Regions from separate parts of the Zea mays genome. Here region 2 is linked to region 1. A link is a contact called in public Hi-C data. All regions are on one chromosome and are shown on one strand. Each heading gives the region's core, a stretch centred on a gene start, on an enhancer-like site or on the middle of the called end of the contact. The rest is flanking DNA. Distances are from core to core; before and after follow the strand shown.

The links. Hi-C and Micro-C count contacts between places; a contact is called where the count stands out from the background.
Region 2: a Hi-C map of endosperm shows a contact between it and region 1, with 4 times the contacts expected there. The contact joins the promoter of LOC100304397 here to the promoter of LOC100191614 in region 1. A contact is called at or near these places in 2 of 25 Hi-C or Micro-C datasets (ear and endosperm).

What each region holds. Positions count from the first base shown.
Region 1 is chr4:193,271,598-193,279,053 of Zm-B73-REFERENCE-NAM-5.0, forward strand. LOC100191614 (pyruvate kinase) reads right to left here and starts at 4,568. Exons shown (of 16, transcript NM_001137043.1): 1 at 4,411-4,568; 2 at 4,158-4,254; 3 at 3,928-4,025; 4 at 3,667-3,822; 5 at 3,357-3,434; 6 at 3,127-3,258; 7 at 2,860-2,940; 8 at 2,590-2,661; 9 at 2,413-2,502; 10 at 1,862-2,006; 11 at 1,636-1,724; 12 at 1,396-1,491; 13 at 1,222-1,289; 14 at 1,042-1,141; 1 more. The coding sequence starts at 4,479.
Region 2 is chr4:193,898,071-193,905,526 of Zm-B73-REFERENCE-NAM-5.0, forward strand. It overlaps LOC100304397, which reads left to right and starts at 4,728. Exons shown (of 1, transcript NM_001165833.1): 1 at 4,728-6,311. The coding sequence starts at 4,805. The coding sequence ends at 5,764. It overlaps TRNAA-AGC (transfer RNA alanine (anticodon AGC)), which reads right to left and starts at 7,034; the gene lies at 6,954-7,034. It overlaps LOC103654341 (a long non-coding RNA gene), which reads right to left and starts at 2,792. Exons shown (of 6, transcript XR_002269256.3): 1 at 2,661-2,792; 2 at 736-801; 3 at 185-264.

The DNA of each region.
Region 1 (7,456 bases), core at 3,318-5,817:
ACATGCCTAAGCTACAACAAGAAGCTAAGGCCTAGTTTGGGTACTCTTGGATTGGAGTGGTTTGGAGGGATTGGAGCACGTTTAAATCCACAATAGATCAAAATCTCCCTCAATACATCTCAATCCACTTCAGTCCCCCTCGTTCCAAGAGTACCCAACAAACTAGGCCTAAGTGGGATCGCCACTTCAAGTATTTTCAGTGTACCTTAGATCCCTAGCCTTCTCCTATAAGCTATATAGACAAATAAAACAACAGATTTTTTTTTTAAAAAAATGGATGTGTTTTGATTAACCATGCTATCAGACCATTGTCTGTTTTATAAGTGCAGTGAACTGCATCGTAGTGTTCTTGCCTTCAAAACTTTTAGAACATACAAAATTTTACATACTCAGCCCGATGGAAGCAAGTATACTACAAATCTATAATATGATAATATTGTTATGCTAATAAAGAAAGATATCTGTATACTCCTAGCAGCCTCATACTGCTTACCAAAAGCCATCAAGTTTTCATTGGATATCTTACCAAAATAAATGAATAAAAAAAAAGCTAGTCCAAGGAATCAAGGATACAAAGGCAACAGGGATGTGCTTGCAAAATATTCCATCCCCAACGATGCTAGAAATGAGTTGCTCATGTGTACAAGTGAGCAGTGCAGCCAGTATGTGTTGCTTATACAAAGTAGTGAACTGAAAGACTTCAGTTAACTTACTGGATGCCGAGGATCTGCAAGCATCGGAAAGAGGCCTCTAACTATCAGCGACTGTCTTGCCTGCAAGAAAAAGAAACAACAAATGAGTTGCATGGTGCCAAGTATCAGTACAAGAGAAGGCAATCAAGGTTCTTAATTCTTCTCAAATAAAGTAATCTCTCTTAAGCATTGCATGACACATGTTCAATATCTACAAGAGAAACTTCAAAGACCAATGTTACCATTCACAAAAGAAATGATCAACATGCTAATAATAGATAATGTCAGTGTTGCATAAAAAGAAAACATCTAACAGGAAAGATCACAAAGAATATTGGGGTTCACGTACCTCAAAAGCACCAGTGAAACTCCATCTCAGTTGGTTTGTCTTCAGACGAGGAATGACAACAGAAAGAACAGGCATGGTGGGCCTGTACTTGGCGATGAGCCTGCAGATCATATAGAGATATACATGAGGTTAATTTCCACTGAACTGCATCCCTGTATAAGCATGTCCGTTTCTACCAACCTTGCAGCCCTCCCAGAAGAGGTGAAGCAAATGATCACCGAAGCCTTAACTTTGATAGCAGCTCGCACCTAAGAAATAGTAACACGACTATCTTAGACTACAAAAAATTGTGGTTTGCAAACATTAATAGAAAAAAGATTCGAATCTGAAAAGCATGTAGATGATAGATCTTACAGCTGAGGAAGCAATGGACTCCAAATGGGTCATGGGTTCTCCGACATATTTCACAGTTTGCTTGAAGTATAAATCTTGGTTGAATACCTTCTCAGCCTGTAAGACAATTGACAAACATGTATAATTAAATCAATGACGGCAAGTCAGATGCAGCGCCCAAAAAAAGACACCAAATTCGCGTAAAATAGCAATAATTGTTGAAAATGCAACCCTATCTAGAAAACATAACAGAAATTTCACCTCAGCACAAATTCTGCCCACTGTCGAAATAGTCTCAACTGGATATAAACCTCGGAGAGTCTCAGCACCAAGGAGAATGGCATCACTCCCTGCAATCAAAATCAATCGTGAGTCATGATTGAACTTCCGTTTTTTAGTGCACTAATGACCAGCTGCATATCAGGCTAAAAGAGCCCAAGTATAACCAAGATTTTTGAAAAAACAACAGAAATCGTTGACAACTTACCATCAAGTACTGCATTTGCCACATCAGTTGCCTCCGCTCGAGTAGGCCTGAGGTTGTCAGTCATACTGTCCACAACACGAGTGACAACAGCAGGCTTTCCAGCCATGTTGCACTTGTGAAGAGCAGATTTTTGAAACAAAAAGACCTGCAACATGGAGTTGGAGTGATAAAGATCAATGTCTAAGTAAACTAATGAAATATGAAAAATTATCGCATCCATGAACGAGACAGAAAATGCTAAACTAGAAGTAAATTTAAGGTTCATGTGTGTTGTCTATCATTCCTCAATGCCTTAGGATTTTCAGAAAACTGGCAGGTATGAAACTCAATTCTGATAATAGAGTCAAAATATCTTGAGTATAAGACCATGCTAACAAAAAATTAAGAAAACATAATATGACACGCTGACCCACTTCAAATCCACATAGTATGCTAGATCTGATGGAACCCAGATGTGAGGGGGTGTAATGTGTGGCCACAAAGCTACTGAGGCTTAAGCCCGTATTCTCAACTAGTCCACTGCTAAATTATTAGTATATGTAACAACCAACCTTCTCAGGTGGAAGATCAATTCCCAGGTTCCCTCTTGATAAAATGATACCATCTGCCTCAGCCAGTATTTCATCAAATTGGTTCAAGCCCTGCAAAGAAATAAGGAGTGTATGTATATTTGAAGGGCAAACAAATGATAGCTGGCTAATGATGTAAGAGGATTTACATGAAAATACCTCGACATTCTCAATTTTGGCAAAAATCAGAGTCTGGCTTAGATCGCCCAATTTTGACAGGAATTCCCGTGCCTGTGTCGCAAGAAGCAAATATTAGCACTGTTGACAACATTCTTCGTAAGTGTTGTACCCCAAACAAACAGTAGATAGTGTATCAAATATAGCAATGACGCATTTTCGTTGTAGTGATAGAGGTACTGCTTAGAAGCACAGCAATCAGAGAGGACAAACAGAATAACTCAAAATACATCCACAATGCAAGTTGTTTACCTGGCGCACATCCTCTGCATGTCTTGTGTAGGACAGAGAAAGGAAGTCAATCTTATTGGGAGTACCCCATTTTCTAATGACCTGAAAGCAACTCATGCATGTAAGTCTTAGGGTGGCTAAAGGACAAGGCTGCAGCTTTACAACAAATCTAGTTCCGCCACCAAATTTTCAGGTTACCAAAGGTGAAATTCTGATAGGAAGGAGACGATTTCAAAGCAACAATTACACAAGGATATATAAATCACAATTTCGAGAGTAGTTCCTTACATCCTTATCCTCATCAGACAGGGTGGGCAAGTCAATGTGAATCTGGGAGCAATGCAGCGTGAACAGTGACCCAGCCAAGGTGGCTGTGTTCTTGATTATACACACCACATCATCTCCTTTCACTTCAGAAACCTACATCAGTACGATAGGAGAGTTCCTTTTTTAAGCAAATGCTGAGAACAAACGAAAACCTACTTTCTAAAGGTACAGCATGCTAGAAGGCCTTTTACCTCCAACCAAACTGAGGTGGTCTCACTGCCAGTGAACAAGTATTGTCCCACGAATATTGTTGCCCCTGGTGTCACCGCCTGCAAGGAACAATTCTTTTTTAAAAAGTTTGTCCACTATGTGATGTGGAAACAAGACTAGACTAATAGAATGGCATCGCAGCGGCATAGTGCATAAAACTAACCCAAAAAAAATCTAAACTTGGTAGTCAGGGCATGATCAACTAGCAGTTGCCGCTGATCTCGTACTCGGTAGAAGTAAATACAGCATCGGATATTAGATCTTAGTAGAACGGCATGGGCACGTGCTAACCTTGGCGAGTCCAGAGAAGTTGATGGGCAGCAAGCTGGAGGAGGCGTCTTGGCCCCGGTGAGGGGTGAGAACGACCGTGCCATTCTCCTCGAGGGAGATCGGGGTCTCGCTCTTGTTCACCACCTGCAGCTCCGGGCCCACGGTGTCGAGCATGACCTGGTACGCAGAGTGGGATGCTTGCAATTGTCAGCTCCGTGGCGCACATTCGTTCGTTCGTTCAGAGCCGAGGCGCCAGACAAGGCGAGAGCAAGGTGAACTTACAGCGCAGAGCTTCTTGGTGGACTTGATGGAGAGCTTGAGGTTCTCCAGCGTCTCCTGGTGGTACGCGGCGTCCCCCCACGAGAAATCGAACCGGGCGACTGCAGTCGGAGGAGGAAAAACCAAACCAACCAGCCAACAAATCAGTTCCAGTGCCAGACTGCAAGCTCCAGACGGCATTGAGAGAGAGAGAGAGAGAGAGAGAGAGAGAGAGACGGAGAGTGAACAGTTACCGGACATGCCGGCCTTGAGGCAGGCGGAGATCGTGTCGACGGAGCGCGACTTGGGGCCGAGAGTGCCGACGATCTTGGTCATCGCCGGGAAGTAGCTCTGATCCAGGCAGGGATCCGCCCGGCACCGAACCGAAAAAAGCAAAAGTTAGTCAGGTCTCAGTCGAGGTAGGGGTTCCGCGACCGATCCCGCACGAATCAGCGACGAAACGAATCTGAACATGACGACGGGCGGGCGGCACGGCGGAAGGCTTACGGGCTTGGAGGGCTCGAGGATGGAGGCCATCCGGATGGGCTCCTCGAGCAGGAGGTTCGTGGAATGCATCCTGACGGTGGCGGCGGCGGCGGCGGCGGCGGCTGTCCTCCCTTCCTTTCCCTCTTCTTCGGCTCCAAGGAAAAGGAGGCAGATGCGAATGGGGGTCCGTTGCTTGACCTCTCTCGGCTCGGCTCGGTTAATAATGGCAGCAAACGAATCTCTTGCTCCGTGCTTCCCCTGCCACCCCCCGCCTATGCTTTTTGGGTTTCCAATTCCAAACTTCCAATGGGCCCTGCTGCGGGAAATGGAGACACGCCGACGCCGATGGGTCCCGGGAACGGCGGCCGCCGCCGGTTTTCTGCTGCCTCCGGCCACATGTTGCTGGGTCCGATCTAGGCCCAGGCCCAGAGCCCAACTAGCTGCGGGACCGCAAAGCAGCCGGGGGACTGGAAGTCTGGAACTGAGCCGGTGTCCCGGATGGGACGGGATGCTTGAGACAGGACACGTCACACGTCCTGCCCATGAATGATACAAGTCGCTTGTTCATCTCCGGGTTCCAAAACATGTTTATGTACTTTTATTGGCTAACAACATCGTCCTAGATCGTCCATTTAGAGCATTTATATCAACAATAAAAATGTGAGAAAGATAAAAAAACTGCTCCCCGTTCTCTTTTTTGGCGTTGTAAGTACCAAGAGAGACGAGAAATAAAGGCGGATGAACCTTTACTAGCCAAAACCCAAAACCCAGCTCATCCATGCCACGTGTAACACAAACTCATGTGGCTGCATCAGCGTTTGGAAGTCCATTGAAAGGGAAGCGTATCCTCGGTTTTGAACGGTTTCCACGGACAGGAAAAACACACGTTCGAAAGCCGGGCACACAATCCCCGTCTCGTGAAACTCTCGCCTCGTCTCGTCCGCTCCCTGTCTCGTCTCGTTCTCCTTGGATCCAATAGTCGCCTTCACGCTTCACCCACCCCGTTGTAGCACCCCAGTCTCGCCTCGCTTCCTCCGGATTGAGCCGTCGCTTCGCCCACTGCGGATATAGCACCCCCGTCTTACCTTGTATCGTCCACTCCCGTCTCCGTGTATCGGCTCGTCCTCCTCCGGATCTGTAACACCCAACTGGTGAATAATAAGAAAAGAGTTAATCTTCTTATATGTATTGCTCTACTCATTAGAACACATGAAAAAAGTGAACAATTCTCTAATAAAACATAAATAATCCATGCATCATGTTGAAGTTTATTTGTTTGTGCATTCAACAACAACAATAACAACAACAATAATAATATATTGATGATGAGGTTGAGATTTAACCTAATATGCAATTTAGAAATTGGAAATAACATAGAAAGGAAAAAAAGGAAAATACTACTGTCAGCGTTTCGACCCCGGGGGTCCCTGGACCGACGAGTAAAATTGTCGCTGCGTGCCCCAGCCCAGATGGATTGGCGCGAGACGGGACACGAAGGGGGGAAAAACCTCGGCTCGTGTTATCGTGCGCCAGAGTGGGTGCGCTTGCAGTAGGGGTTACAAGCGTTCGCGAGGGAGAGAGGGAGTCTCGCGCGACCACCCTCCTGTATGAGGGCCCTGGCCCTTCCTTTTATAGATACAAGGAGAGGGTCCAGGTGTACAATGGGGGTGTAGAAATATGCTAACGTGTCCGGCAGAGAGGATCCAGAGCCCTAGGGCTGGGCACTTTTAAACCGTAAACCGAACACCGAACCGAACCGAGCCGAACCGAACCGAAATTTCGGTTTTTTCGGTTGATCGGTTCGGTGTCGGTTATTGTTTGTGTGCAGATCGGTTTTCAGTGGCAGTGTCGGTTTCCAGCTTGCAAGAACCGAACACCCGAACAACCGAAGGACTACTGCGATTGTGCGGTTGGCTGGTTGTTTTGCTCCAATTTGAAATTATTTGATGAATCAGCCCATGGCCCAACTTGGCCCATCAACCTTCCCACGCACGTCAAGTTAGTGGACAGCACGCATGGGCCACGGTGGTGAGCAGCCAAGCATAGCGCTGGTGGGAATTTAGGATGCTAGGACATTGGTGCACTGAAGTTTGGTGAATTTCAGTATAAACCGAACACCGAACCGGAACACCGAAAACCGAAGACGTCGGTTTTTTGTTTGGCTAAACACCAATCGGTTCTCTGTTTCTCAAAACCGAAGTTTTCTAACACCCGAAAAACCGAACCGAATATACCGAAAAAACCGATTGCCCACCCCTACAGAGCCCTATGTACATGCCAACGTGGCTGTCGGAGAGGTGCTAGAGTCCTGTGTACGCGATGTCGTGGCCGTCGGAGGAGCGTTTGAGCCCTATAGAAGCACAGCTGTCGGGGCTGTCGGGACCTTGCTGACGTCTCCTTGCTTCCGCAAGGGGCTGAGAGCCACCGTCGTCATGGACGCACGCGGGGAGCCATCATTACTTGTTACCGGGGCGAGCCTAGATGGGACGTCGGTCTTGTTCCCCCGTAGCCTGAGCTAGCTAGGGGTAGGGTAATGATGTACCCCCTGCGGCGTGGTCGGTCCGAGCCCAAGGTCGGGCGAGGCGGAGACTCCTCCTGAGGCCGAGGCCGGGGTCGGGCGAGGACGCGATTCCGCCCGAGGTCAAGATTGAGGCCGGGCCCTGGGGTCGGGCAAGGCGGAGACCACCTTCCAAGGTCGAGGTCGAGGCCGAGCCCCGGGGTCGGGCGAGGCGGAGTCCACCTTCCGAGGCCGAGGCGGGGGCCGAGACCTGGGGTCGGGCGAGGCGGAGACTTCTCCTGAGGCCGAGGCCCAAGGTCGGGTGAGGCGGAGCTTCCTGTGGCGCCTAAGGCTGGACTCAGCTGCTGTCAGCCTCACCCTGGCGGGTGGCACAGCGGTCAGAGAGGGGCGAGTGGCGCTGTTTTCCTGTCAGATCAGTCAGTGGGAGGGCGAAGTGACTGCGGTCACTTCGACCTTACCGACTGAGGCACGCGTGTCAGGATAAGGTGTCAGGCGATCCTTGCATTGAATGCGCCTGCGATACGGTCGGTTGGTGAGGTGATTTGGCCA
Region 2 (7,456 bases), core at 3,478-5,977, 630 kb after region 1:
GGGAAATAGCCTTTACATACAATGCAGGAAGTGAATGAAATAGTCATACATTTATCCTTATCGGATGCATCCTCATCGCAATCAAATTTTAAAGATTTGCGTCTAGCCCTGATTCAAAAACAACGGTGAAATGATGGATTTCAGAAGGGAGAAGATCGTCATTTTGTGCATTTTATTTCAGTACCTTTTCGGTGGTGACTCAAAAGACTGTAGATTTTGGTCTTCAATTCCAAGGCTGCCTTGAGCTTCAAGGTTGTTATGTTGCTGGCATGTAAATCAATGTGTAAGCATAGGGACATGTAAAGCTAAATAAGTTGGAAAAAATGAAGTATTAAACACGTTGAGTTTGACTTACATCTAGAGAATGGTTGTTGATAGGTTGGACAATGTTGTAGAGGGTGAAATTTTTTGTTTTGTTCTAGATAGTAGTTTTGTTGGAGTTGACGGATATGCTAGAATGTTTAATTTGTTTGATGGCAAGGATAGGTTTCTTCCATCTGAAGCTATAAATGACATTTTGTTGTAAACAACTACGAATGTGACACAATTTGAAATACGGCTCAAACCAAAAAGACAGCAGCAACGTAATAGAAGGAAGAAAGTAATATTTGCATAGGTAGTGAGAATAAACATAGTACTCACTTGTATGCTTTGATTGTTGAAAGATCCAATTGAACGTAATAGAAGGAAAAAAGTAATATTTGCATATGTAGTAAGAATAAACATATTACTCACTTGTATGTTTTGCTTGTTGAAAGATCCAATTCTTGCGACCATACACCTTAGCGCCAACACAAATAGCTACAGAGGCACGTTTTGAGCAAAAGAAAAACAAAGCATAAATAAATTAGAGTACAACCACACAAATAGACGTAATAATAGACGACTGATATCAATAAAAAGCCTAAGGCATTGCATAAGAGAAGTGCATTGAAAATAGAATATAATTACATAAATGGAGATAATAATAGAGGATTGATATGAAGCCAAAACATCCAGGTTTTAAGTAATATACACATAAATAGTAATCCGAAACATCCAAATTGTATGGCATACTACATAAGAAGTAACGGAATACAGTCACTCAAATGAAGGCAATAATAGAGGACTGAGATCAATAAGGAGGCCTAGCCAGAGCATTGAAGAGAAGAGCAACAAAAATAGAATACAACCATGTAAATAGAAGCAACAGGACTAATATTAAGCTGAAACTTTTAGGTTTTAAGCAAGATCGTCATCTACAACAGAATTTAATAATAGACGACTGATATCAATGAAAACGATAATGCATTGCATAAGAAAATAGCATTGGAAATAGAATATAGTTACATAATTGGAGATAAAAATAGAGGATTGATATGAAGGCAAAACTTCTAGATTTTAAGCAATATACACATAAATAGTAATCTTAAACAGCCGAATTGTATGTGATATTACATAAGAAGTAAGAGAATACAGTCACTCAAATGAAGGTAATAATAGAGGACATATATCAAGCAAGAGGCCTAGTCAGAGCATTCAAGAAAAGAGCATAAAAATAAAATACAACCACGTAAATAGAGGCAACAATCGAGGACTAATATTAAGCTGAAACTTCCAGGTTTTAAGCAAGATTGTCATCTATAACGAAATACTTACAACGAATGAATGTAAATGTAAGTAGGGCTTGGGTGATATAACATTTGATGATCAGGCGCATAATGCACGTAAAAAAATATATATGGGCCGAACTAAAAAGGTATTAGCAATGTAAAAGATGAAAGACAGTAACATTTACGTAGGTAGTAACAATGAACACAATATTTACATATATGATTTTGCGGCTGACACTTCGCAGCAAGAGGCTAAGTCGGAGCATTAAGAAAAGAGCATAAAAAGTAAAATACGACCACATAAATAGAGACGGTAATGGAAGAGTAATATTAAGCTAAAATATGCAGATTTGAAGCAATATTCCCATGTATAACATAATTCTTACAACTAATGAATGCAATTGTAAATAGGCTTTGGGTGGTATACATATTGAAGACCTATAAAAGGCAATTGGTTGTATCATGTAAAGCGTGAGTAAAGAAATTTTAAGAAGACAATACAATAAGATGAACTAAAATATTCCATGAATACACCCCAAAATAACATATACTGTAGAAAAGGTCCAAAAAAATAAGAAAGGTTAGATTGAAGTCTACATTTGTATGTTGGACCCCTGACCATGCCTTATATTAGCACAGAGCGAATCACCTTTTATTTTAGGGAAATGCAATACCCTAATCTTGTTTGTAAAGGGGGTAAAAAAAATGAAGGAGCATAGATATTAGGTAGCAGTCCAAATGCACGAACGCGTTTGTGGATGCGGGGCGAGCAGTAAAAAGCAAAGGCAGGTCCATTTCAGGGGAAAACACATTTCAGAGAAAAACACATTTAGGGTTTCTAATGTGGCATAATAAAAGAGATCAAAAGGCATCTATGCCTTATAGTGTAGGTAGACTAAAAAAGGGCAGCAAAAACATGCGTGCTTTCAAGTGTACATGGAGACCCCATTGCAAAGATTCAAAACCAAACGCAATGTCTCCATACTGGAAAGCAATCAGAGTTTGGGACCCTTCTACTGAGCAACGAATAGGGTAAAGGAAAGTGAAGCCTGAAAAGGATCTATTTACCTCCAAGAAACGACGGCGGCGGGGGCTGGACGCACGTTGAGGCAGCGGCGGCGTCGCTGTCGGCGCTAGCAGCGTGGTCGTTGTGGTAAGAAGGAGCAAGCAGACCGAGAGCCTTCTAGGCGGTGCCGGCGTGTTTTCCTTTTTTTTTATTGACCAGAGGAAGCTAGAACGGTAGTGGTAGAGCAAGGCACGTGCGCAGGTAAAGCAAAAGAAGCTACCGGCAGCCACGCGTACGACGACGATGCTAAACGGCGTGTAGACGTGCGGCTCAGGTTTTTCAGCTAACGTGGACCGTGCGTACGTGGAGGAAGCCGCATCGGCTTAATAGAAAGAAATACTTGAAATCTTAGACTCCGACACGCTTTGTGCCTGTTTGTTTCGGATTTTCGCAGCTTCTGGCCACCAAAAGCTGCTGCGGACTGCCAAACACTCAGCTTTTCAGCTAGTTTATATAAAATTCGTTTCGGTAAAAAACATTCAAAATCAACATAAACATATAATGAGTTGAGTCGTCGCAACAGTAGTAATCCATCACTTTATAGATCCTAAGCCCTATGGACAACTTTATCTTCCTTCGCATATAATTATAATGATACTTAGATTCTCTGTACAGTTAAATTCTCTCCACAACTAGATTTTCGAAAAAGCTGAACCAAAACAGGCCCTTTATTCATAGAGTTTAGAGTTCGCGTGGAACGAATGAATGACAGAGCCGCACTGCACTGCACGCCCGCGACATCGGAGCAACGGCCTTTAAAGCGTGCGGGACGGCGGAGCGGAACGGACGGTGGGTGTGTCCCCGTCCGTGATCCGACGGCTACCACGGCCTCCGCTAGCCTTAAAGCCGAAGCATCCTCCGGCAGCCCGGCTCCTCCTCGGCCGGCCCAGTCCTGCAAGTTGGGCCGGGCCGGGCCGACCCGGCACGGGCCCATCGTGCTTCGGGCTTAAATCTTTCGTGCCGTGCTAGCACGAATTTCTTTCGGGCCGGGCTAAAACGTGCTCACCTTTTAAAACGTAGGCCCAGCACGGCCCTAAAGCACGACGGGCTTGCATCGGGCCGTGCTGGCCCAGGCCCGGCCCGCAACTTGCAGCACTACGTGGAACCGAAGAGCCGTGGACGGAGAAACCGAGCGTGGCTGCAGCTACGGACGGAGGAACCGAGGAGCCCCTCCCCTGGAATTCACGTCAGCCCACGAAAAGCCTTCTTCCTCCATCGCTATTCCTCCCGTTTGTTTGCCATTCTCTTCTCTGGAGGATTCAACGCACACCATCTATCACATCAACCGAACAGCTGTCGGACGAGGCCCTGGTGGAGGACCTCCTCGCCGTCGCGTGGTCATTCCAGCTTCCAAGAGTTCCGCCGCTCGCAGCGCAAGGAGTCCTTCGGCCTCCAGCGCTGGCTCCAGCTCGTGCTCAGTGATGACGCCTACCGCCGCCTCGCCCTCCGGTCGTGCATTCCACGCTGCTCGCCGGCTCCTCCGCCGCTACCACGACGGCAGCAAGATCTTCCTCCGCTGCTGCTCTGTTCCTGAGCCATACGGCCGTACGTGCTGTGTACGTTCGTTCAGGACACGGTCAAGCCGCCGCCGCCATCCGAAGCCAAGGTAATAAAGAGGGCAGCGGCCACCTAACCCTAAATCGTGCCGGGCTGGCCCGAGCACGGCCCACTATGGCGTGCCGGGCTACTTGGGCCGTCGGGCCGAAAACTGGAGCACGGCCCAGCCCGCGTAACGTGCCGTGCTGGCCCGAGTATTTTTTGGTCGTGCCGGACCGGGCTTCGTGCCATTAATTTCGTGCCGGGCTCGTGCTGGCCCAACAGGCACGGCCCAAACTTACAGGACTACCGGCCCCCCGCTCCGGCAGTTACCAGTCGGCTGTCTCGTGCTCTGTTCTGCTGCGCCTGCGGGGCTTCAGTGCAGCGCGTGCGCCGTGCGGTGCCGCCCGCCAGCCACCCTCGCCGTCGGGTCGCCTTGCCACGTCGCCGCCCGCGCCCCCGGCCCACCACCTGAGGCCGGTCGCCCATCCATAACGCCCGCAGTCCAGTCCCCACCAGGCACCAGCCCACATCTCTTCTCCCACAGAACAGACTCCCACGCCGTCTCCGCCCCCTCCCCTTCACGGCTTTGCGCGCGTAGATCGGAGGAATGGTGAGCGCGTCGAGCCTGCTGCTCCCGTCGTCGGTGCGGGACCTGGCCTCCTGCGTCTCCGACGGCGCCGTCCGCGTCGCCTGCACCACCCCGGCGTCCACGTTCACGGTCTCCTCCTCCTCGCCGTCGCCGCCGTCCACGCTCTCCGTCGCCGTCTCCTACCGCGCCACGCCGCAGGTCGCGTCGTCGCCGCCGCTCCTCCTGCGCCTCACCTGGTCGCACTCCCCGCGCGGGCAGCCGACGCTCTCCTTCGCGGGGCCCACGGCGTCGTCGCCCGCCGTCCTCCTCCGGCGCCGCAGGGGCACCTACTGCCTCCCCTCCTCCTCCTCATCCTCCGCACACGCCCCGCCGCTCGCGATCTTCTGGGACCTCACAGGCGCCAGGTACGACGGGGCGGGCTCGTCGTCCCCGGAGCCGGTCTCCGGGTTCTACGTGGTGGCCGTGGCCAGCGCCGAGGTGGTGCTGGCCGTGGGCGACCTGGCGGCGGGGTTCGTGAAGGCGAAGCTGGAGGGCCAGATCCCGCGGGCGCGCTCCATCCTGGCCGTGTCCCGCGTGGTCGTCGTCGCGGCGGCGGGTCCGGGCGCCGCGGCGCACACGGCGCGGGTGCGGTTCGCGGAGGGCGCGCCGGAGCACGAGGTGGCCGTGGGCTGCTGCCGCGGGCTGGGCGGCCGGCCCGGGGAGGAGGACGAGCTGTGGGTCAGCGTGGACGGCAAGCGCGCCGTGCACGCGCGCCGCCTGCGCTGGAACTTCCGGGGCAACCAGACGGTGTTCGTGGACGGCGCGCCCGTCGACGTGCTCTGGGACCTGCACGGCTGGTGGTTCCGCCGCGACCCGCCGGGCTGCGCCGTCGTGATGCTCCGCACCAGGAGCGCGCTCGAGAGCAGGCTCTGGCTCGAGGAGGAGGCCAGGGCGCCCGGGTTCGCGCTCCTCGTGCAGGCCTTCAGGACGCCGCCTTGATCTTTTTTTTGGCCTTGGTGCTTGGTGGTGGTGGTGGATGCCATGGATAAGTTCGTTTGCACTTTGCAGCCCCCTGATTGTCGATGAAGTTGAGCAGATGCTCTGCTGCCAGTGCCTGCTGCTTCATGTTTTTCCTCTGCCTTTTGACCTGGGGATCTGGTGCCTGGTGTTTAGCAATCCAAATTCGAATCCAACAGGGCAACGGTTTGCGTTGACAATTTAGATGTTTGGGACGACACCATGGATTTCTTCATGTGGTTTATGGTATACAACAAAAAAGAGGAGAGATTGGTTTGTGCTGTTTAGGTCTTGATCAAGCACTAACTGCTTGCTTTCGAGTACACCTAGAGAAATTGATGCTCCGTATCCGACTGTATCTTGTTGCTCTTCACTATTTTGTCTATTGATGGTTGCAGCCTGTCATAATCAAGGGCCATTTTGGTTCCAGCATGTTGTTGTCATTTGATCATGTAATTTCTGCAGGGGGACACAGTGGATGTCCCTGTAATAAATTATGGCCACATGACTGTGTGTGTCTCTGTCATACAAACGCACTTGCTGCCCCCGTCACTCATGCAAGACAAGACAAGACCAGAAAGAAAAGAAAAGAAAAGAAAAAACAAGTCGGAGGAGGAGGACGAGGAGTGCAGGCTACTGCTGCTTCTCTCCTCCTCCCCAGATTCTGCTGCGCGCTTCGTGCTCTGTCTTCTTCCCCGGAGTTGTATCTAGTGCATGCTCCACGCCAAACGTACTGGCCGTAGGAACAAAGAGAGACTGGTGGCGCTGTCACCTGAGCAGCCAGGCAGCCATGTTGCTGCACCAGGAAACTGAAGGCGACGCATCCATCTTCTTGATTTTGGGTCTCTATTCCAGCTCTACAAAGCAGCAGCAGAAGCAGCTAATCTCAGTGGCTGGCCTGGGGTGGCGTGTCTATCTATCGCTGCAAGAATCCATGTCATCGTCGCCCATGACATTTGCACGCGATCGCTCCTGAATTTCGTGGATACTGATGATTTGCCAAGGATACGTACGATATGGCCACCGTCGAATCAGGAAACAACAAAAAAATCGCCATCTATTTAGGATGGTCAGGATTGCGATTGTGGCACGAATCACATGCTGTGATGGCCGCCACACCCACACCATGGACGATTAAAAACCAAAAATAAAAAATGAGATGGATGAACCATGGAGATGCGGGGTATCGATCCCCGTGCCTCTCGCATGCTAAGCGAGCGCTCTACCATCTGAGATTCTGAGCTACATCCCCTTTTCAATAATTGACGTTGTTTTTGCTATACAAATGCGTTCAACCATCGTCCATACTGCTCTACGGGCCGAATTGGTCGATCAAATTAGGTCTCGAGCCGAATTGATCCGGCCTACATCGTTGCGCTGGGCCTCCCTCCCTGGAGTGACGGACGGACCGGACCGGCCGGGCGAGGGCCGACCATGATGCGAGTGCGACGATGCCTGCCTGGCAGCAAACGCAGCAGCAGCCCTGGGCCCTGCCGTGCGTGTGTGAGTGTGTCACTGTGTCGACAGATCAGCCACGTGACGTGGATTCTACTACCAAACACGTAGGGCCTCAGATGGAGCAACCCTAGTTAGGGTTATATAGGCAAATATCTGCTTTGCTCATTAGTGGTCTTACATCTCTATATAAGAAACATGTACACCCCTTTATAATAG